Regions from separate parts of the Mus musculus genome. Here region 1 is linked to region 2. Evidence: chromatin contacts called from public Hi-C data. All regions are on one chromosome and are shown on one strand. Each heading gives the region's core, a stretch centred on a gene start, on an enhancer-like site or on the middle of the called end of the contact. The rest is flanking DNA. Distances are from core to core; before and after follow the strand shown. Region 1 overlaps Mtch1 (mitochondrial carrier 1). Region 2 overlaps Trp53cor1 (tumor protein p53 pathway corepressor 1).

Region 1 (3,639 bases), core at 352-2,851, 280 kb before region 2:
CGGACTGCATCTTATTCTCCGCCTACCCATCATGCACTGCGCCCTAGTCTTTCTCTTCCCATCATGCACTGCATCCTGTTCTCCCGCTTCCCATCATGCACACAATAATAATAGACAAACATGTTAAATATAGTAAAAGGCTCTTGAATAATAAAAGATGGGAGTTTGTGCGTTGATACTGTCTAACATTGAGGTTGTGGAGGGTTTATGAGTTAGAATGGGGCCAAGGTGGGAGCAAGGGCTAGACACTGATAAAGGGACACCAACTGATAGTCCTGGGGAGATGGGGCCAGCCATGTGCGGAGTTGGAGCCAGGAAGCTGCAGGCTGCCTCCAGTGACCCTTCCTTTTGTCTCTGTTGATTCTGAAGGTGGGTCATGAGCCGATGCCCCCCACCCTTGGGACCAATGTGCTGGGGAGGAAGGTCCTCTACCTGCCGAGCTTCTTCACCTATGGTGAGTGCCACAGGCCCCCTTGTACCTGGCGTCCTGCTGTGCAGTCTGGCCCCAGGAGCCAGTGTCAGCTCTAAGGAGGGGACTTGAGAGTGCCCTAGGCAGTAGAGGTCTGGTGGGAGCCTGGGAGTGCTGCAGCCCCAGATATTCTCTGCAAGTCTCCCTGCTGCATAACCTCACGGTGCTTGACCTCTGAGCCACCTTCTCCGCTCTCCACACTCACTATTGGCAGAACCACAGGTCAGGTTCTCTTCCAATTTTGCTTCAGTTCTGAGTGTACTCTAGGGCCAGGCAGAATGGGCCATTTTGTGGGGAAGTGTGTTTGTGTTTATTTTACGATCGGTATAGGGGAAGAGGGAAACCATATAAGTAGACCACCCCACCCTCCATTGTACACAAAGATAATGAGCACAAGCCTGTGGCAACCTGGCTTTCTCAGATCTGCCTTCAGTGGCACCGTTAACAAGAACTCATGTCTGAGGTCATACCTGTCCACATGGGACCATCCTGACGTCATCTGAGGGCCTCCTGCAAGGGCAAGCCAGCTTCTGAGATGACCCGACCCAGGTTTTAGAAATGTTTCACATCAGATGTTAAGAGCAGATGTCTGCTGGGCGCCTCTGGACACTGGCGGCTCCTCAGTCAGGAAGTGCCTGGCTGACTGGCTGTCTAGAACTGTCTGGCCAGTGTGTCCTCCTCCCCCACACTGTGGCAGAGAGCCCCACAGCTGTGGACATTCTGTGGTGGAAGGCTGGAATCCTTGGGAGTTAGGGGGGAGTTGCAGACTCTACAGATAGGCGGTGGGGCAGGAAGAGCTCCTGAGAGGGCCTCGGAATAGTCCTGTCTCTGTTTTACTTGACAGCTCATAGAAATGCAAAATCCTGGAGCTGGTTCTGTAGGCGCCACACAGAGGCTCCGCCTGAGCCCGCCCCTCAGACTACAGTAGGGCAGCCTTGCCCAGTCCTCAGGCCCCTCATGGCCTTCCCCAGTCCTTTCTTCCCTGCCCCACCCCCTCCTCAGGAAGCTGTGGTCCAGGTAACAGGTGCACTGCCCTGTCCCTGGAAATCCTCGCTGAGTGTGACGTGGAGTCACGCTGGTAGATCTGTTGCAGAGGAGAAAAGGGCACTCATGCCCGTCACTTCCTGTGTGCGGTGCTAGAGAGCTGATGTCACAGGTCTGGAAGCAGATCACAGCAAGGGAGCCCTGTGCTGGCTTCCAGGGTTTAGAGAAACATCACCTTCTTGAACTTGGATTAAATGTAAATCAGGGAGTGCAAGGCGTCACACGCTGCATGTGAAATACAGCCATGGGACAGCAAGTCCCCATTGTCACCTGACCCTCCAGGTCTCCCCCCCCCCCCCCCCCCCCCCGTGCCACTCTGTTTCTGTTTGTCCCTGTTTCTGCCTTGTTCCTTACTAACAGGAACCAGCAGCTGCCAGGGGCATCATAGATGTAGCACAGTAACAGGGACTGGGGTGTCCCCGGCTGCAGCTTTCCCAGGGAGACCTTCCAGGTCTGCCCTCCCATCCCATTTCTTCCCCATCCCTGCCTGTGGGCACCCCACCCCCACCCCCACTCCTAGAAAAACACTTTATAAGCAGCTGAAATTGGTTTTGGATTACAGCATTCCAGCTGCTGAGTTGAGAAACGACAGTTGAGTTTGCCAAGGAGTTTTCAAAGCTAAGGAAAAGCAAGCAAGCAAGAAGTCCAGTGAGCTTATTTGTCAGAAGAACGCTAGAACGTTTTTACCAAAAGAGACAGGTCAGATGACACTTGGGATCGGAGTTGGCCCATGTCAGGCCCTGGATATACACCCCCTTAGGCTGCATCCAGCCGATGATTGGGAAACCACTGGTCTGGGTGTGTGGTCTGGCAGTGGGTGTCCTGGGCTGGGTGTGACGCACCCCACCCCCTTTGCCTCCTTACAGCCAAGTACATTGTGCAGGTGGATGGGAAGATAGGGCTCTTCCGGGGCCTGAGCCCCCGCCTTATGTCCAACGCCTTGTCCACTGTGACCCGCGGCAGCATGAAGAAGGTGAGCAGGTGCCCGGGGTCCCCAGGCTCTAGTCACTACCACATACAGCCTGCCGGCCCTGATACCACTTCCTGTGCAGATCCCAGGACATCCATACCCCCCCCCCCCCGGGTTTGTGCTTGAAAGACCTCCTGCACCACAGGCCTTCCTCCCTCCCACAGCTGTGGCAGCTGTGACTCTGGCTTTCCCACTCAGTGTCCCAAGCCTGGTGGTTATGATAGCCCAGACAGTGGGCGCAATGCCTAGTGTCCCTGGGGTGTGTGTCTGAGTCTCACGGCGTGTTTGTGGTCAGGTTTTCCCTCCAGATGAGATGGAGCAGGTTTCCAACAAGGACGACATGAAGACCTCACTCAAGAAAGTTGTGAAGGAGGTGAGTGTCAAAGGTTGGAGAGGAGAGCTCTCATTCCCAGTTGGCCGGGTCCTTAGGCTTGCCTGGGCAGAAGGAGTCTTAGCCGGATACTGCGAGGGACTTCCCTCCCTACAACGTGCCCCCTAAGCTGCTCTGGACCAGGATGGCAGCATACCTCAGGGAGGGATTAGGGTGGGGGTGGGCAGCATCCTTGACAGACTGAGGGCCTGAGGAGTGAATCCGGTCTTCCCTATATAAGCCTGTAGCTCCCCACGGGTCCCAGGCCTGATGGCATCCCCACGTCTCTCTCTTGCAGACATCGTATGAGATGATGATGCAGTGTGTATCGCGAATGCTGGCCCATCCCTTACACGGTAAGAGCATGGCAGCTGAGCCCACTAAAGTACAGATGGGTGGGTGTAGGCTGGCCCCACCATAAGCCGAGGATTATGGCTGGGAAGAGGCAGGGGGCGACAGGAGACGAGCTCAGGTCCTTCCCAGTCAGAGGTGATGCTGTGGCTGTCGTGGCCTGGACACCACAGAGGTAGGGTGCTGAGCCATCAGCCCTCCAGGTCACACAGAGCTTTCTCTCCCCTCAGTGATCTCGATGCGATGCATGGTGCAGTTTGTGGGACGGGAGGCCAAGTACAGGTAGGTGATACCTTGGTGTCTCTGTCCCTCCTCTTGCTAGGGATAGCACCACTGCTGCCTTTTGCCCCTCCCTCATTTGAGTCTCCAAAGGAGCCTTGGCTCCTGGAAGAGGCCGGTGCGGAGCCTCGATGCCCTCCAGTGCTGCTGGAGTCT
Region 2 (3,752 bases), core at 592-3,091:
GCGGCCAAGATGGCTCAGCGGGTAAAGTCACTTGCCACCTGCGTTCAATCCCCAACACATGCGTAAGAGTAGAAGAGAATTGACTGCACATGGTGCCTCTCTGGCTTCCAGATGTGTGCCATGGCACATGCACAGCCCAAGAAGAAAGGAGAAGGGGAGGAAGAAAAGGGGGAGGAGGGAGGGAGAGGAGGAGGGAAGGGGAGCACAGAGCAGCATCAACAACTCAGGCCAGGCTTGGTAGCACATGACTGAAACCCCTGCACTCAGGGAGCAGAGGCAGGGGGATCAGGAGTTCATGGCTACTTTGTGAGTTCAAGGCCAGCCTGGGCTATGTGAAGATGCCTAAAATACTGAAGACAAAAACATAACACTGGGGAATTCCTGTAGGCAGAAATGGGTCCTCTGGGACTCTACTGTCTTTGTTCGGTAGCAACTTGTGGTGGCAATTAATGAAGAACAGGCCCGAGGTCCAGGAGGATCCCTGGAGCTAGTTGTATGTAGCCCTCCTGTAGTCCTCAGACAGGCACCTTCCTTCTCCAAATCTGTGCCTCCTAGCTATAAATCAAGATGGTGCAATTCCCAAGGGGCCTCAGTGTCAAGTTAGGAAGGTCTCCCAGTGAGTGAGACTCACACAAACATCAGGAGGAATGAGTCTCTTGGGAGCTGGGGAGTGTGGCTCTGTGAGTAGAGCACTTGCCTACTGTGTGTGATACCCAGGGCTCCACCCCAGCACCTCTGAAACGGGAGAGGTGAGTGTTGGGCAAAGGGTACAATGATCTGCAGGACTCGTTCAGTGTTCTGGGCTAACCTGAAGCAGTCAACTGGCCAAATAAATATATTAGTTAAATGGAAAAATCACAGAAATACACAATTTCTAAGTTCTAATTGTGTCCTCGTCTAAGGAGCACCAAATCTTGCGCCATCCTGCTCTATCCTGCTGTGAATTAGCCCTTTGTGCAGGTTACAGGACACCACCAAAGAACAGCATTAGTCACTCAGGGGCCAGCTGGCTTATCAGATTGACAGCCACAGCACTGCAGGACCCTGGCTCAAGTGACCCTGATTTTCCTTAATCACAACCCCAAAGAGCTAAGAATAGAGATGCCGACACACACGCACACCCACACCCACGCTGAGTGTGTTAGGGATGTGCTCTTACAAGCCCAGCATTTGAGAGTCAAGACAGAAAGAATTGCTGCAAAATCAATCAAGGGCAGCCAGGGCTACGGAGCAATAGTGTGTGTGTGTGTGTGTGTGTGTGTGTGTATTCCTCTGTATCTCTGTTTCTCTCACTCTGTACATCTCTATGTATGTGTGTATGTGTGTGTATTCCTCTGTATCTCTGTTTCTCTCACTCTGTATATCTTTATATGTGTGTGTGTGTGTGTGTGTATTCCTCTGTCTCTGTTTCTCTCACTCTGTATATCTCTATATGTGTGTGTCTGTGTGTACCACAGATTTACCAGTCCCAGTCCCAGCTCAGTGACTCTCTAGCATCCTGGGAGAGAGGCAGGACAGATTTTTCTGGCAGTACCCACTCTGTGAGGCCCTCCCGAAAAGGATGGGTATTTTCAATCAAGCTGCTGCTTCTGGACAGAAAGGGCACAGCTGCCTTGGGGCCTCGGGGCACTGTGGGGAGGGTGGAGAAGAGAAAGGCAAAGAAGCCAGTGTGTGAGCTGCCTACTCCCCAGGGACGTGGGCGAGGGAGGGGCAGAGAGGAGAGAGAGGTGGCCTCATGAGTGACTTTCTCTGTTCTGTGTAGTTTAAACAAGAGTAGAGTGAGCTGCCCACTTCTCCAGCAGCTCCCACAGTGGGTCTCCTGAGACAGTCTGAGTCAACAAGTGGAAAAGAACCTGAGAGCAACAATATTTTCTCATCTGAGTGTCCAAGGAGCCAAATATTCCGGTCATACCATGGTCATCAAAACAGCTCTCTCGTTCAGCCCACTGACAGCCGGAGAGAATTTGGCTGGCCTGGTAGCCAAGCGTGCAGCGCCTCCCTCCCTCCCTCACTGGAAGCTGCCTGCTTGGCTGAAGAGGGTGCTTCTTTCCCCAGAGAAGAGGCCCATCTTGAGTCAGGGCTAGAAGAGCAGTAGTGCTCCCCTTCCAGAGCCTCCAGGGAAGCTTTCAAAATGTCATATTACTGTTGTCATCGAAAATCCCTTATCTAAGGGCTAAAGATAGAGTCTGTGGTACAGCACTGGTCTAGCATAGTCAAAGCTCAGAAGCAATGGCTCTGACCCAGCACTACCGGAAGGAGGAGGATGAGAAATGGGAAAGAAGGGGAAGAAAAGGCACGAGAGGAGGAGGGAAGAGGCGAGGGAGGAGGGGAGGGAGGGGGACAAGGAAGAGAAAGAGGGGAGGAAAAGAAAGGGAAGAGGAAGAGGGGGAGAGAAGGAAGAGGTAGAGGAGGAGGAGAAGAGGGAGGGGGAGGAAGGGAAAATGAAAGGGGAGGAGGAAGGGGAGGAGGGAAGGAAGAGAATGGGGAGGAGGGGGAGTTTTGGTCTTTTGAAAGTCTCTTCACAGTCATACCTGCAGCAAGAACTAGGAAGCATTTCCCATTGGGCTGGGGAGCACTGCGGGGCAGGAAGGTGGGGACATTAAATCTTCCCAAGAGATCACAAGAGCCACTAGATGAAAGAGTGAGCCCACACCAGGTTTGCCAGTATGGGTTTCCCACCTCAGTCACTGCTGCCCTAGGAAGATCTGACAGGGCCTTTCCCGAGGCTGGGCACACTTTAGGGGTAGGCTTTCTTCCTTTCCGGTCACTCTGCCCTGACCCAGAGTGAGCTCTGAAATTCTGGACATCTAATCCTTTTGATTGCTAATTGTGGAAACAATTTGTTGTTGTTTGTTGCTGTTGTTGTTGTAGTTATTGTTGAGACAGGGAGGGCCTCAATAGGTAGCCTTGGCTGGCTTAAAACAACTGGGGAGGGGGGGGGGCGCTGAGTTATCTCTCCAGTTCCTCACAGATAAGTGTTGTTCCTTACAAAGTTTGTCATTGCCTCCCAGATTTGATACTCTCAGGCCTCCTTACTTTGTGCTTGGGGAAAGAGGAGGAGGAGGGGGAAGAGGTGGAGGAGGGGAAAGAGAAGGAATAAGAAAAGGAGGAGGGAGAAGAGGTGGAGGAGGAGGGAACCCTAGGATTCTTTACAAAGCACCTCACCTTGAAATGCCATGGGATATTGAGCCAAACACTGGGCAGGGTCTGGCTCTCGCCACTAGTGTTCTTCCGGCACACAGCCCAGCCATCGGGGCTCTGTACAACGCAATAGTGTGCCTTGTTTTGTAACAAGTAGTCCAAACTGGCCTTGAACTCCCCAAGTAGCCAAAGATGACCTTGAACTTCCAATCTTTTCTGCTTCCACCTTCCCCGTGCTAGGATCACAGGCGTGCACCACCGTGCCCTGTTCCAGCATGCTAGCTACTGAGCGGGCTGAATGCTCAGCCCCCCTGATATGTTCCTTTCTCACAGGGACATGTCAACAGTAGCAGTCTACCGGGATCCAAGCAGCCCCTTGGGCCCTGTTAAGCCATTGGGAACATTGGCTCTTTATCTGCCTGTGGTAGAGCTGGTTTTGTTCTGGCTAAAATAACATCAAAACCACATAATGAGAAGTTTGGAAAACTGAGCAAAGCAACAAAAATGACCCATAATCTCGCTCCCCAACACAGCCGTAATTTCTGAGGACTGTACTTGGCCACTCCCTTCAGTCACAAAAGTAATCCTAGGTCAGTTTTTTTAGTTGTTTT

The links. Hi-C and Micro-C count contacts between places; a contact is called where the count stands out from the background.
Region 1: a Hi-C map of myocytes shows a contact between it and region 2, with 2.4 times the contacts expected there. The contact joins two enhancer-like sites. A contact is called at or near these places in 3 of 39 promoter capture datasets (the 3T3-L1 cell line, cranial neural crest and pre-B cells), 1 of 484 Hi-C or Micro-C datasets (myocytes), 5 of 115 datasets of contacts at active chromatin or transcription factors (double positive thymocytes, effector CD8 T cells, embryonic stem cells and 1 more) and 2 of 9 other capture datasets (adipose tissue and liver).

Annotation. Positions count from the first base shown.
Region 1 is chr17:29,339,638-29,343,276 of GRCm38.p6, reverse strand. Mtch1 (mitochondrial carrier 1) reads left to right here. Exons shown (of 12, transcript NM_019880.4): 2 at 370-454; 3 at 2,380-2,486; 4 at 2,779-2,856; 5 at 3,152-3,209; 6 at 3,435-3,486. Among named protein-coding and RNA genes, the nearest start is that of Mtch1, 6.5 kb to the left of the region's middle. Within about 2 kb of position 1,601, at least 238 of the 459 cell types and tissues checked have an H3K27ac peak or open chromatin away from gene starts, as enhancers often do. A contact at or near this core is called in myocytes, where this site is marked.
Region 2 is chr17:29,060,725-29,064,476 of GRCm38.p6, reverse strand. The region is part of intron 1 of Trp53cor1 (tumor protein p53 pathway corepressor 1); the gene reads left to right. Among named protein-coding and RNA genes, the nearest start is that of Gm41556, 6.3 kb to the right of the region's middle. Within about 2 kb of position 1,841, at least 79 of the 459 cell types and tissues checked have an H3K27ac peak or open chromatin away from gene starts, as enhancers often do. A contact at or near this core is called in myocytes, where this site is marked.